Linked DNA regions of Mus musculus: regions 1, 2, 3 and 5 are each linked to region 4. A link is a contact called in public HiCAR-type and promoter capture Hi-C data. All regions are on one chromosome and are shown on one strand. Each heading gives the region's core, a stretch centred on a gene start, on an enhancer-like site or on the middle of the called end of the contact. The rest is flanking DNA. Distances are from core to core; before and after follow the strand shown. Region 1 holds the start of Tmf1 (TATA element modulatory factor 1). Region 2 holds the start of Eogt (EGF domain-specific O-linked N-acetylglucosamine (GlcNAc) transferase). Region 3 holds the start of Mrps25 (mitochondrial ribosomal protein S25). Region 4 holds the start of Lrig1 (leucine-rich repeats and immunoglobulin-like domains 1). Region 5 overlaps Eogt (EGF domain-specific O-linked N-acetylglucosamine (GlcNAc) transferase).

Region 1 (2,700 bases), core at 194-2,693, 2.5 Mb after region 4:
CTTTAATAAAATCTGCCTCTTAACGTGATTCCACAGCTATGAGGAATGAAGAGTGTTGGGGAAACTGAACTGGGAACAGAGTTTTACATTTATTTGTTCAGTGTGTGAAACCAGAAAACAAAGCTTAAGGCAAGATTAGGTCTTCGAGGTAGCTAATTAGCATCCTCACGGATACCAGGGTTTAACTTTGCCTCTTGAAAAATGTGGTACAAAATTATAGTAACCACACATCCACTTAAACTATTCCTATTCTTCAGACCCATGTTGTTTTGTAATCTAAAACACAACAGATGATCAATGAAAATAGCATTCAAGAAAGCATATTCCATTTCAGACAACCTGCCCTCTAAAATAAATTATACAGCACTATCCATGTCTCAGATTTCGCCCGGGGCGGGGGATAATGAGTATCTTTTTATTTGAAACATCTGATCTTAAGTTTAGTAACTCCAGCTCTGGGGTCCAACCACAAAAAGGCGAGCTTCCCAATAGCAAGGTGCCACAGAGAATGAAATAAGATCACGATATATCTACAGTCATACATAAACTACGTTATCAATGATTCAACTTAGGTCCCGAGTTTTCAACAATGTACATCTAAAACCAGAAACCACAGTTAACTTTCATCCAAAGGTTTGCCCCAGTGTCTGTTGCTACACACGAAAAGTGCTCCAGACTCCCTTAGACGTAAAGACACAAGCAACCGAATAATCCTGGAAAGAGTAATTTCAGTTCATCTGAAAGATCTGGTGCTGCAAAAAGGGCTACAGTTGGGAACTCTTGGAGCACAAATTCTCTTGGGACTCTGCCCCGTACAGACTGTGCCTCACCTGGAGAAAGTTATGCATTCTGAGTTTCGGTTAGCTCCTCTGTAGAACACGGGGTCTACCATCCCTGACTCGGGTTGTTTTGAGACGGTGAACTTTTTGTAAACAAAGTCTTTTGTGTTCCTTAAACGCTTCCCGCGGGGCTCCGGGACTGGGGATTTACAAGGCTCGGACCTAGGGCGCCAAGGCGGAAGACGCCTAGCAATTGGGGATCTGGGGCTGTGCTCCTGACTCTGTAGTCAGGGGCCTGGGGCCAGGACCAGAGCTCGAGCTGACACCTGAGGTCAGCAGGACCCGCACCGGGGCCGAGGCGTGCGGGACTGGGGTCCGACAGCAGGCAGGCAGGCAGGCGCGACACCCCGGGACCCGCTTACCCGGCTCGCCGTACGGGATGGCCTCGGCCCAGGCGCTCGGCTCCTCCTCCTGGATGTCCAGGACCCTGTCGATGGACTTCTGGGCCTGGGACAGGGCCTGCTTGGCGAAGCTGGACAACTGCGAGGCATTGAACCAGCTCATGGCCCCTCCTCAGCGCCGGCTCCGGCCGGCTCCGGCGGCCTCAGCGGCGGCCCCGGCCCCACCGCCTCCCGCGGCCGCGCGGCGCTGCGAGCCTTCCGCACAGCTGAGCCGGGCCCCGCCGCGCATGCGCCGCCCTTCCACGTACACAACCACCAGATCCGGGAGCCGAGTTCCGCCCAGACGGAAGGACGGAGGCGGTAGCGTGAAGCCACATCCGGGAGCGGAGCGGAGCCCTTAGTTACCAGCCGCCTCTGGGCTTCATGGCCGTTCTCAACTGAGGGACGCGATCTGCGCCGAGGCCCAGACCTCCGGGAGCGACCAGAGCCGCGTGTGCCTCGCTATAATCCCGGCGGCTAGGCCTCACACTTATTAATCTTGGTACTCAAAAAGTAGTTGGCCAGTTCTCGCCTGGCCTGGATGTCTATGCCTGACTTGATGGGCACGGTCCCCAGGTCCTGGAACATTAACAGATGAAACCACCTCCCTCTCAACCTAATTCTGTCATCTGAATGGCGTTCATCAGCACACTCCTATGTTAAGAGGTGGGGCTTTAAGGAACTTTCTGGGTCACGAGATGACTGTGACACCCACGGGAAAGAGATGAATGCCCTATTAAGAGGTGCCTACGCCCTCTCAAGCATAACATACCAAGGTCACGCCAGCCATGAACTAGAAATAGATGGCTCTCATCAGCTGTGCTCGTCTTGGACCTCCCAGTCACAAGAACAGTAAAAATCAAGTTTCTGTAGCCTATGAGCCAGCCACTTTATGGCAGTTTGTAACAGCGGTTTGGATGGGTTAAGCCACTTGGCAAGCAATAAAATATTAACCCATCAGTACATACTGTGCACACTGCCTAAAAGATACAGCTTGTATGCTCTCTTTCCCACACTTGGTCATGGGAGAAAATTTAAAGTCGATGGCCTTCCTTGTCCAGTCAGCAGCTGTTTGGTTTGGTTCTAATAATGCTAAAGAAAAATTTTCTACCAGCATTTAAAGGCTAAATTTAATTCAAGCATTAGCCCTTTGTGAAAAGAGACTCCTACCCTACACAAAGAACCACGGGTACTTAAGGAATGCCGAAGCTAGGAATGGGGTAAATCTTCCCCTGGGAAGGTTACACACTACCAAATGAGCAGCCCCGAAATCATCATACAGACTGAGGGTTGTACTAATTAATGCATTTGAGAACGCATATGTATACACACTTATATACTTAACAGTTAATAAAAGAGACTTAATTTGAGAGAGAGCAATAGAGGTCTATGAAAAAGTTTAGAGGGACGGAAGGGAAAGGGGAAATGTAATTTTATCCCCCAAAACATTCCCTAGGACTACCAGAACTACTAACAGGATG
Region 2 (2,700 bases), core at 176-2,675, 2.4 Mb after region 4:
ATAAAGTACGTTACCTTAAGAGCATGCCACAAGAGACTAGTTACTATTTTAATATAAAGGAACAACGTAGAGAGAAAAATGACCAGCAAATCCCTAGCCAGAAGCCCGGAGATGAAGATGCGTGATTCTCCTCAGTGAATGAACACTACTAAGTCTCTCAAAGCAAAGTCAGAGCCCAGGGTCCCCTGGACATAGTAACCCACGGAGCAGACACTAGTGGTGAGCAGGAAGGAGGTAGCCCGCTTCACACCACATCACTCAATCCAGACCAACAGGATAATTAGCAGAGAAAACATTCCTAGGACCAAAGCCTGTTCCTGGTTCTCATTGCAGTAATCCTGTTCTCTGATTCCCGGGGCTGCCTGGACCAGTGCCAACCTCAGGATCACAACAGGCCACCCAGCCCTTGGACTAACCTTCTAGGTCGCGGCTTGGAGCACTAGGTCCTAAATTTCGGGTATCCAAATCCACAGCTCTGCAATGCGTTCTGCCGGTTAACAAAACTTGACCATTCATGGAAAAAAGTAACCCTTGGCCGTGGGGAAAATCTAAAGGAGCAGATCAGAAAGTTGGCTTTTGCAAGGGAGGGCATGTACCCACTTGCATATGCTGGGTGATGGTTCCCTGTGGTGCATGAAAGTACAACTTCAGGGCCTGGCAGAAAGCCTTCCCGGAGTTGAGTTCTCTGGCAAGACTTGGCAGGGATGAAAGCTTTAGTAGGTTAGGCTACCGCGTCTTTTTGCACAAAACGGTCAATCGCGCTCCACTCGTGTGTGGCTTGATTGGATTTTCACGGACCTAAAAAGAGAAGAGGAAAAAAAGGTAAAAATCTGAACGCCGTAAACCATGAGAGCTGGGGTTACTAGGACTACCACATGAATGGCTTAGGGCATTGCTGGGCAACAGAGCCAGCAGCGGACAGATGAAGTGCATCTGGGACTCAAAGACTATCAAGTCCCAAGGTAGGCAAGCAGACAGAGCTCAGACAGAGCTCGGCTGCCTGAGGCGCCGAAGTGGCAATCCTGCTGTGGCGATCCTCCGGTTGTCTGCGGAACGTCAACCCCTCCCCTGTGTAGCGGAGTCAGCCCCTCGCGCCCGGCAGCAGCCAACCCTGCCCCGGGTGCTTGGGGAAGCAGCTGTCTTAGGAGACGCTCGGCTCCCAGGTGTGCCTGGAGAAGCCACTCCGCCCCAGCATGGGGATCGAGGCAACAGGGCAGGCCTGGCTGGGCATCTCCCTAGCCTACAGCCACCGATCAACTCCTGGTAACCAGCTGAAGGCCGCGGGCTGGGATCAGAGTCCCAGAGTCAGGCTGCGGGCCCACGGGGGTGCAGGCGCCGGCCAGGAACAGGCGGGGAAGGCGCGGGGCCCACCTGCAGCTTGACTAGGGAGCGGCGGCGGCGGCAGTGGCGGCAGCTTGGGAGTAACGAGACGTCACCGCCGGCAGCCGCGAACCGGAAACCTCCGGCGCCCAAGCCGGGCCAGGGGGCGCCCGGGAGCTGCCGCGACACCTTGGCCCGGGGCTCAAGGGCGGACCGGAATGCCTTGACCACACCCAGCGACCAGAGTCTGGAAGGCACTCTTGGACACCCATCAGCCAAGGTTACGGACACCCTGTGACCCACAGCCTGATCCACTGGGGACACCCGCCTACATCCCCTCCGGGACGTGGGACACCGGGGTGCAAGTCCCTGGCTGCTCCTCCAGGCGCTTGGCAGGTCTCCAGCACCAGAGAGTAGGCAGGCAGACTACGGGACTGTTTACATATCACTCAGGGTTGTAATTTTATTGCTTTCCCATTCTGAGCAGAAGTTGCTGCCCTGATTTTCAAATGAGACTGGATGTAGTGGGACACTCTCTGGTGGGTAGTGAAAATACTGTAGATTCCAGGGAATTGTACCTGTCCATGAAGTGTCCAAGTCCAATGGCTACTCTTGTTTAATTTTTACGTTTTTGCTATTTCATGATGATTTCTAACTGCTTGTTTAGGTGATGATTACGTGTATGCATATCTCCCATTCTCTTCCATTCTTGACACCTTGCAGTTCCAGCATGCCTTCTGGAGCATGGGGGAGACAGCCATTAAATTATGATTAAAGGGTTCAAGGGCTGACAGGTGGCTTAGAGTTTTCAAAGCGCTTGTGGGAGCAAGCCTGACGACCCACGTTGAATCCTAGGATCCTACCACGAAAGGGGAGAACCCACTCCCTGACCTCGTTCTCTGACCTCCTGGATACTCACACCTTCCTATACAATACTAATAAATGAAAAAAAGGACCCAGCTTATATTAATGGTGTCAAAATAAACATGCTCAGATGCATTCAGTTCACAAGGCTTACATGTCTTATAAATTTTAAGAAGCTACTATGAGAACTGAAACCAGAACTGGTGGTACAGGCCTGCTGTTCCAGCTACTCCACAGGCTGAGTCATGGAAAAAATTTAAAAAAAATAAAAAATAAAAGGAAGTTCAAGACACCCAGACAACTTAGTGACCACGGAGATGAGTGCTATCCTAACATGTGCACGACCCCAGGTTCAATCCCCAGTAACATACAACATACACATGGGCTGGGCACTTTAGGGAAGGCCTTTCTTTAATCCTAGCTAGCACTTGGAAGGCAAAGGCAAATGGATCTCTGTAAGTTTGAGGCCAGCCTGATCTATGTCGCAAGTTCCAGACCAGCTGTGTTTTATATGTG
Region 3 (2,700 bases), core at 197-2,696, 2.5 Mb before region 4:
TGACATACAAAACACACACACACAGAGAGAGACAGACAGACAGAGAGAGAGAGAGAGAGAGAGAGAGAGAGAGGTAAAAGGCCAGGTGTGAGCCCTTGCTTGCTGGCTCCAGGCTTACTGACCAGCCTAGCTGAATCCATGAAGCCCAGGCTGAGAGACCCTATTTCAAAAAGAAACCAAGTCAGCCAGCTCCTTAGAAACATTATCTTTGGTTGAATGCTAATGTATCCACACATACACAAACACAGGGTCGGGTGGGGTGGAGACCTTTAAGTAATTACATCAACACAAAACTTGAAAAAGTGAAAGAACTGCTTCTGGGGAGGAAACACTGCCCTGAAAGCTCCACAGCACACCACCCAAAAGCTTGAAGGCAGAACTTGTCAGCAAGTCTCTGTCTTCCCATCCCAAAGCACAGAGCCTTGTGCCCACAAACCAGATAGATATAGATGCACCTACTGGATCAAATGGGCACAAGGTCAGCACCTGTTGCACTCTGCCAGGCACTTTATTCTCCAGCAACCCCACACCACCACCAACACACTGATGTTGTGGTGTTCCGCCTAGGAAAAATGCTGTCAGAAGTTGAGAGAACTTGTGTGATCCCAAGGTCATACAACTAGTTAAGAGGCCTTTGCATATGCATAAACTCCTGACAAGTGGGGAGTAGAGCCCGAACCCTCTGGTCCACCGAGAGGGTTCCAGAGAGCCCTCACCCCAGCAGATCCCAGGCTAGCAAATCTTAGGTCTTGGGGGTCAACTTGACCAGAGAAAATGGCTTGAAGGCGGCTTCTGGCTCTCATGAAGTCAAGGTCTTTGCCACAGGGGCCACTCTCCACCTTGAAAATTATTCTCTTCTCTCTTTCTGATCCGTTCTACAAATCCACTTCTATCTACAGTCATGTTTATCCCGTACTGTGGAAAATCCCAGTACTGAACCCAGCGTTTTGGGCGCTCAATAAATGTGCAGTAAGTTCGGAAGGGTCCAAAGCATTGCTCAGAGATGATAAACGGGTCAATGAAACCTTTCATTCATCAAGTGTCCTAAGCAGCAGCAAGCCATGCTGTGCACAGGTGCGGAAACTTACTACTCCGCTCCCAAGGCGTTCCCCGCGCCACAGCCTCGCACAAGGGGCCAGCCTTCCAGCCGCAACCCATCCCTCCGGTGGAGGAGCACTCGGGTTTCTATCGGGGATCAGTCGGGATGCCCTCCACTGCCTCAGCTTCTTTCACTGAACCCCGAGGGCTGTGACCCACACTGACCTGGCGCCTTCGCCCAGTTCCCCATACGTGTTGTAGTTCACGGTCATGATCTTCACAGACTCCTTGAATACCACGTCCCCGCGACCCAGGTACTGCAGCGTACGGCGGATCGGGAAGCGACCCTTCATCGGCATGGTGGAAGTCAGGAACTCCTCAAGCCGCGGACCAGCGCGGCTCCGGGAATCTTGGGAGGCACTTCCCGGCGGCCAGCGCGGCCGCGGGGCAGCCTGGGACTCGTAGTTTGGGCCCGGGCTCGCAGCCGCCTCAGCGTTGGGAATCAACCTGTCGTTTTTGTCTTCACAGAAACCAATTATCTTCTCCCAAGATCTCCAGTTCTGAAGTGAAGAGCTTGACGGAAAAGTCGCTGTTGATTCAAAGGGAAAACTTATTTGCAAAGGAGGAAAGAGTGGCTTGCTCTGGCGCGTCAGGGTCTGCCTCAAAGGACTCTGCTTAGAGGAGGGGGTCGTTCGCTTGTTAAGAGTGGTTGTGACAGATATGACAAGTCAACAATCAACATGTCACTCTGCGCTGCATTTTTTTTTTTAGGATTTATTTTTACCTTACTGTTTTGCTTGTGTGTTGTGGCTGTGCACCACATACACGCAGTGCCCGCAGAGGCTGGAAGAGGGCGTTGGGTCCCCTGAAATTGACCTTACAGAGCTGTGAACTGCCATGTGGGACCTCTAAAAGAGCAGCAAGTGCACTGAACTGCTAAGCCATTTTTCCAGCCCCACTGTAATTTTTAATCGCTGTTTATGGCTGAAATTAATTTTTCTATAGGATTCTCAAGATTTTTTCCCTTTGTAATTATGTAAATTTTCAACTGACTTCCCAGGCTTCATAGATGAACTGTCTACTGATAAGCCCATTAGAGCATTTTTCATCTGTTAATCTTTTATTCTAGTATTTTTTTTTCAAAACTTAAGTGTTCTTTCCTCTGCTCAAATAATCCAACAATTCTAGACATGTCCTGTGCACACATGAAGGCTGGGGGAAAAGTGTCCTGCTGTGTTTCTGTTCTCTTAGTAAGCTCCAGCAATTGGGATTGTAACCCACACTTCTGGGGTTACAGGCACAGATGATCTCACCTAGATTTTTACATGGATCCTGGGATCAGAACTCAGACCCTCAAGTACTCTTACCCACCGAGCCATCTCCCCAGCTACCAAATTGTAAATTGTTTTAGTTTTTTTTTTTTTACTTTATGTCTATATTTTTTAAAAGATTTATTAATTTTATTTATGAGTACACTGTAGCTGTCTTCAGACACACCAGAAGAGGGCATCGGATTCCATTACAGATGGTTGTGAGCCACTATGTGGGTTCTGGGAATTGAACTCAGGACCTCTGGAAGAACAGTCAGTGCTCTAAACCACTGAGCCATCTCTCCAGCCCCTATGTATGAGTGTTTTGCCTGCATATATGTGAACACATCAC
Region 4 (2,700 bases), core at 44-2,543:
AGACTGCAACACATACTCACTAATACACAGTATAAATAGCATGAACCCTGGAGATGTGAGTCACTGTCATTCATTACCAACTGAAGGTAAGTTGAGGGAACTCAAGACACCTAAGGGCTGGGTTACATACAGCACAGGAGAAAAGATACAGCCATGGATCCCAATCCCAACACAGGCTCCTACACTCTGCCATTGCGTCCGTCTCACATGCACACAAATTCGCTCACCTCCACTCTACACACACACATATTTCGCGCTCCACAGCACTCTCACTCAGTTTCAAATCACAAACCGGTGGCTCACCTCCACGGCCCACACTCGCTGACTTCCAGACTTCACGAGGCACACTCGATCACCCTTACAGGATCACTCATGTCCTGCATCCTCTCCACAACACACGCTCGCCGCAAGGCAGGCTCCTCCAGAATCACGCTCACCTTCAAACCCCAGAAGCAGAGTCCTCTCTCCCGAGCTCCCACGCGTGACCTCCACTCGGCCACCCACAAGTCTCCCCAGCCCACAGAGCGCACTCCGCACCCTCTCCGGCTGAGCACACCAGCAGCCCCGTCTTAGTGACAGCGCCCGGACGAGAGGCAAAGGCGATACTCACAGGCTGCGCGTCCAGGAGGGCAGGTCCCGGGGCAGCGTCGCCAGCCCGCGCCCACTGCAGTCCAGCGAGTCCCCGGCGCAAGTGCAGGCGGCCGCGCAGGGGGCCCGCGGGCCAGCCTGGGCGCCCGCTGACTCCGGCCATTGCAGTAGCAGCAAGAGCAGCCAGAGCAGAAGGCGAGGCGCAAGGCGCGGGGCTCCGAGCACTCCCGGACCGGGCCGCGCCATCTTGTCTGGAACGCGCCGCGAAGCCGGGGAGCGAGGGCTGCGAGGTGCGGGCGGCCGCGGGCGCGGGCTGCGCTCGGAGCTAGGCTCCGCGCCGGGACATGGACGCCCGACTCCAGTCGGCTCCGGGGCCGCGGCGCTCAGCCGGCACGCTCTGCCCGGGCCGCTTCGCAGCACCCTGCGGGGACCGCCACCCCCGCGCCCATCCGGGCCGAGCCCCGCGCGCGGCGAACTCTGTGGAGTCCCGCAGTGAGTGCCCGGCCGCCGCTGCTCGTCCTTCCCGCCGCGCTGAGAGTCGCCTTCAGAGCTCGGGCGCACGCCGAGAGCCGCCGCCTCTGAGGACTGAAAACGCTTAGCCTCGGCCTCTGCGCGTGGCGCGGGCGGGCATCTCACTGAGGGCGCTGAGCTGATGATAGCCGTGGACCCCACGCGCCTGCCCGTCCCGGAGCGGCCGGAGCGCACCGTGCCTCAGCGCTGCGAACAATCAGCGGCCAGCCGCTCCGCGGTCCAGCCCCGCGGCCCCAGGCCCCGCCCCGGCTGCTCGCCCTCACACACCCCTCCGATGGGGCCCCGGGGCGCAGATCGGCCCACGTTGGCTGCAGGGCTACAGCATTACGCCCCGCCCTGCCCGTTGCTCATTGGCTCCTGGAGCGCCTTTTTGGCGTCCTAACCCATAAGAGCGCTCGCTCCCTGAGGTCCCGCCTCCGCTCGCTTTTCCCACCCAAGGTGTGAAAGGCGGGGACGGGGCGGGGAAAAGGAGAGGCGTGCTGCCTCCTCTTAAAGGAGACTTGTAGGGTTTTGGCTACCAAGTACCAGAATCTGGAAAAGTGGCCTAAGCTTCGGTCCATTGAGCCTAGGAGAAGAGAGAAAGTTTGTAATCCACGGGTTTGGGAGCTATCTGGACCCAAGGTTTATTCTGCTCTCCTAAACTAAAAACATCATGGTGGATTTACAGCAAACGAGCACCCTTTTTCAGGTGCCTTGCAAAAGAAAAAAAAAAAAGATTTAAAACTTGCTTTCATGAGTTTCTCAGCTATTTCCTCAGAGGTGGGGCCCCCTTTCCCATCTGTGCTCCACACTCGTTCTTCTTGATATCTTTAATCCAGAAATGTGTCCTTGACTACCGAAATGACTGTGTGCTGCAGAAATTGAATCTTGAGGGCACGCCCACTTCCCCGCCCCTAGTTAGTTGAAGGATAGTTCGGGAAGTGCTCTGGACTTGGATAAAGGGGGTTGCTGTGGTGGTGTGTTTTGTTATTGAAAATCAGTGCCTTTAAAATACAATTTCCAAGAAATTATCCGTGACGTGCTCTTTATAGACAGTGAGAGAGGTGGGGGGAGGGAGAGAGGAGAGAGAGAGAGAGAGAGAGAGAGAGAGAGAGAGAGAGAGAGAGAGAGAGAGAGAACCTGTTAGTTTGGCAAACACGGATCAGAATAGATTGATAGCCGCCATGTGAAACAGTGCTTGGACATAGGCGAGCACACGCGCGCGAACACACACACACTTAATGGAGTGGGGCGGGGGGGCGGGGGGAAGAGATTAGCACTGTAATACATATCTGCCGCCTCTGGGCGGTTTGACTTGCTGATGTCCGAACTGCACACAGGGTCAGGGAAACTAAGGCGCTGGAGTCTTCTGGAAAACATTTGTTCCAGCACGGTTAAATCTAACTTAGGCTTTATAGAAAGGGAGTAGGAACGCTGTTCATCGGGAAGAAAAACACCGAACAGTTAAAGGGATTTCATTACATGTTTGACATATTCAAGAAATACGATTTGATGCTAAACGTGGCTGTCCCTCAAGTTTTGCTTTTTTTTTAAACCAAAATTGGACCTGTATTTAGTAGTCAGGTGATTGTTGCCTAGCTG
Region 5 (2,700 bases), core at 52-2,551, 2.4 Mb after region 4:
TGATTCTGAGAGCCCCTGACATTGACGGCTTACATCTCTACCAGGCAACCCTACACAACATCAGCAGTGTCCGTGGCTACAAAATGCCTTGATCTCGACTTGGTTCAATCCCTAGCAAAGAAAGAGAGAGAAGGGGAGAGGAAGGGAGAGAACAACACCCTGAACTTCTGACCACACCATCTCTAACCGTAAGCAGAGCATCCGAATCACTGAATGCAGTCTAATTGCTACCCCCAGTTCATACGCATGTATGCACAACTGGACAGCACACGGGCAGTCACAAGATGGAAGTGTTTCTCTACAGTCACATTTCCCCCCAAGAGAGAACTAATTAGGCAGCAGGACCCTTCTTCATTTAACAAGGGAGACTCCCATCAGAGAAATCACGAGTGCGTGCAAGCCCCAGAATATGTCCTTTCTCTAGCCTCTAGCCACACAGCAGTGTCTCAACAAACATTGTACCAGGCTAAGTTTGCAGTAACTATCATTTAACCAGACCTCCTGGGAGCCAGGTTGTACTCCTGAGGCTGAGGCAGCAGGACTGGGAGTTCTAGACCAGCCAGACCTACATAATGAGCTTAAGGTGAGCCTGGGCGCTATATATTTGTGTGTGTGTGTGTGTGTGTATGTGCGTGTGTTTGTGTGTGTGTGTATATATATATATATATATATATATATATATATATATATATATATATATATATCTGAGTCTTATTCTCTGTTCACTGGTCAAAATGTAGTCAAAGCACCATTGCCCTTGTGCATACCCTTTGGAGTCCATATCCTGCTTCAAGGACAAGCAGCATGCTCTTGGGCTTGCCATTAGGAGTAGCGTTTGTACCGTCTGCCCATGGATTCTGAAAGTATCAGGCCTGCACCATAGCAGGTGCTGGCACTGGGCCTTTCCCTGAACTTTCTTCCCCCTAGTTTGAGGCTATCCCCTGGCCTGCCCTTTCCTGATAGCCTGGGCTCATAGGCACACTCAACCTCCTTTTGCATCCATCTGCTGTGAGAGGGCTAACAGTGAAGAACAGTCTCACTGTCAAGGCTCCCATGATTACCTGCCCAGTATGAGGCTGGATGCAATGTATGATTTTGTGCAGCTGAAATGAATTATGCCCAGGAGCAGTTTCTGAGACATTTATCCACTCAAGCAGATGGAACCCCTTTCAATGTATGTATTGCCAGATGCTACGGAAATACCAGGCAACACCAATCATCTCTCAAAAGGCGTGTTTGCATGTTGTTACTAGTTTGCCTGAAGGGGGAATTTTTTACCCTTCTGTTGCAGTCCAGACAAGACTCACAGTTTTGTTTGGCTTTGGTTTTGCCCATATTAGCGCTGATGTAGGTGAACATGTACAGTAGAGCACATCTGGATGGGTTGGGAGTTTGGAGAAGCTAAAAGCCAGTTTTCAGTAGGCTCAGGCCATTATGTATCTCTAGAAACTAATAGCTTCAAATAAAAACTTCTACTGCAGAGAGAGAGGGGGGGAGAGAGAGAGAGAGAGAGCATTAGCCAAGGAAGGCAAAGTCACTATTAAAAGTTCATACCAAAGCACTAACCTCGTCTTGGTTCAGGATTTTCCGGTATTCTGTGCTGCGTGCAAGAATGGTAACTCGAACTTTGCCATCCTGCAATCAAAATGAAAAGTTGGAATAATATTGGATATGCTCAGACAATAGAAAAAAAAATAAAAAAAAAGACAACCCAAATCTCAAATGCAATTTCCCAGAGAGGTGAAACTCACTAAGGAGACAGGGTGAATAGTAGCCTGGCTCCTTAACCATTATCCATTATCTCAGGAAATAAAAATATATATCTACTTTACAAGAAAGTACATCTATTCAATGAATTAATACTCAACTGTACATGGGACAAAACATGTCATATTGCAGTATAGAGGGACATGGATTAACATTATGTTAACATGAGGCAGGCACATGCTCTTGGTCAGATGCAGAAGCTAAAGGAGCTGATCTCATAGGTGTCCACAATTAAATGCTGGAGAATACTATAGACCAGTAGATAGTGGACACGGGAAAGAAAGAAATCAGATACACATTATGGATATAGGAGAATTGGGGTTTGCTGTCAAAATCACTGTAGTGTTAATAGGCTTGACAATAATATACTATTTCTAACAAAGCTAAAAGGAAAAATTTAGAATGCTCCCACAACAAAGGCAAGATTGATGCTTGAAGTAACAAAAATGCTTGGATAATTATACTGTGCCATGTGTCAAACTATAACACTGCACCCTAGAAATGTGTGCAGTTATTATATGCTGATTATGAATACATATAAGTGTTCCACTTTAGCCATGGAAGATAAAACCTGTTCATTACACTACTACTTCTTTGTTGGTTTGTGGGGTAGATTGTTTTTAGCAGGGATTACATGAGTTAAATGGGAGAAAATAGGGAGACATGGGTAAAGAAATAGACAACGGACAAGGAGAATAAAGGATATTCTTACAGTACCCTTTAGCTTATCTGCGGTGGCTACTGACTCCTGAATTCAGAGGACTACAGATTCAGCAACGTTATCATAGCAAGCACTGCCTCCGGCTTGCTTGTTTATCTACAAAGGTGGCATTAGAGATGAATACCCAAGCCTACCTCAGACCCCATAGCACATCCATTACCTTGGGTCCCTCTTGAGTGATGTTCAGCCTATGCAGCACATGCTGGGAGAAG

What was found. Promoter capture Hi-C pulls out the DNA fragments that hold promoters and counts their contacts. HiCAR-type assays count read pairs that join an accessible place to other places.
Region 1: a promoter capture Hi-C map of hippocampal neurons shows a contact between it and region 4, with 6 times the contacts expected there. The contact joins the promoter of Tmf1 here to the promoter of Lrig1 in region 4. A contact is called at or near these places in 6 of 39 promoter capture datasets (the 3T3-L1 cell line, the C10 cell line, cranial neural crest and 2 more) and 2 of 115 datasets of contacts at active chromatin or transcription factors (astrocytes and stem cell-derived neural progenitor cells).
Region 2: a contact with region 4 is called in a HiCAR-type map of astrocytes, with 7 times the contacts expected there. The contact joins the promoter of Eogt here to the promoter of Lrig1 in region 4. A contact is called at or near these places in 4 of 39 promoter capture datasets (cranial neural crest, frontonasal cranial neural crest, hippocampal neurons and 1 more) and 1 of 115 datasets of contacts at active chromatin or transcription factors (astrocytes).
Region 3: a promoter capture Hi-C map of liver shows a contact between it and region 4, with 2.6 times the contacts expected there. The contact joins the promoter of Mrps25 here to the promoter of Lrig1 in region 4.
Region 5: a promoter capture Hi-C map of cranial neural crest shows a contact between it and region 4. The contact joins the enhancer-like site here to the promoter of Lrig1 in region 4. A contact is called at or near these places in 3 of 39 promoter capture datasets (cranial neural crest, hippocampal neurons and pre-B cells), 2 of 115 datasets of contacts at active chromatin or transcription factors (astrocytes and embryonic stem cells) and 1 of 9 other capture datasets (embryonic stem cells).

What each region holds. Positions count from the first base shown.
Region 1 is chr6:97,177,681-97,180,380 of GRCm38.p6, forward strand. It overlaps Tmf1 (TATA element modulatory factor 1), which reads right to left and starts at 1,444. Exons shown (of 17, transcript NM_001081111.2): 1 at 1,202-1,444. The coding sequence starts at 1,343.
Region 2 is chr6:97,147,461-97,150,160 of GRCm38.p6, forward strand. Eogt (EGF domain-specific O-linked N-acetylglucosamine (GlcNAc) transferase) reads right to left here and starts at 1,426. Exons shown (of 18, transcript NM_175313.5): 1 at 1,372-1,426; 2 at 417-798.
Region 3 is chr6:92,182,577-92,185,276 of GRCm38.p6, forward strand. Mrps25 (mitochondrial ribosomal protein S25) reads right to left here and starts at 1,447. Exons shown (of 4, transcript NM_025578.4): 1 at 1,264-1,447. The coding sequence starts at 1,397.
Region 4 is chr6:94,698,852-94,701,551 of GRCm38.p6, forward strand. Lrig1 (leucine-rich repeats and immunoglobulin-like domains 1) reads right to left here and starts at 1,294. Exons shown (of 19, transcript NM_008377.2): 1 at 611-1,294. The coding sequence starts at 834.
Region 5 is chr6:97,117,315-97,120,014 of GRCm38.p6, forward strand. It overlaps Eogt (EGF domain-specific O-linked N-acetylglucosamine (GlcNAc) transferase), which reads right to left. Exons shown (of 18, transcript NM_175313.5): 13 at 2,649-2,700; 14 at 1,567-1,635. Among named protein-coding and RNA genes, the nearest start is that of Eogt, 30 kb to the right of the region's middle. Within about 2 kb of position 1,302, at least 4 of the 459 cell types and tissues checked have an H3K27ac peak or open chromatin away from gene starts, as enhancers often do.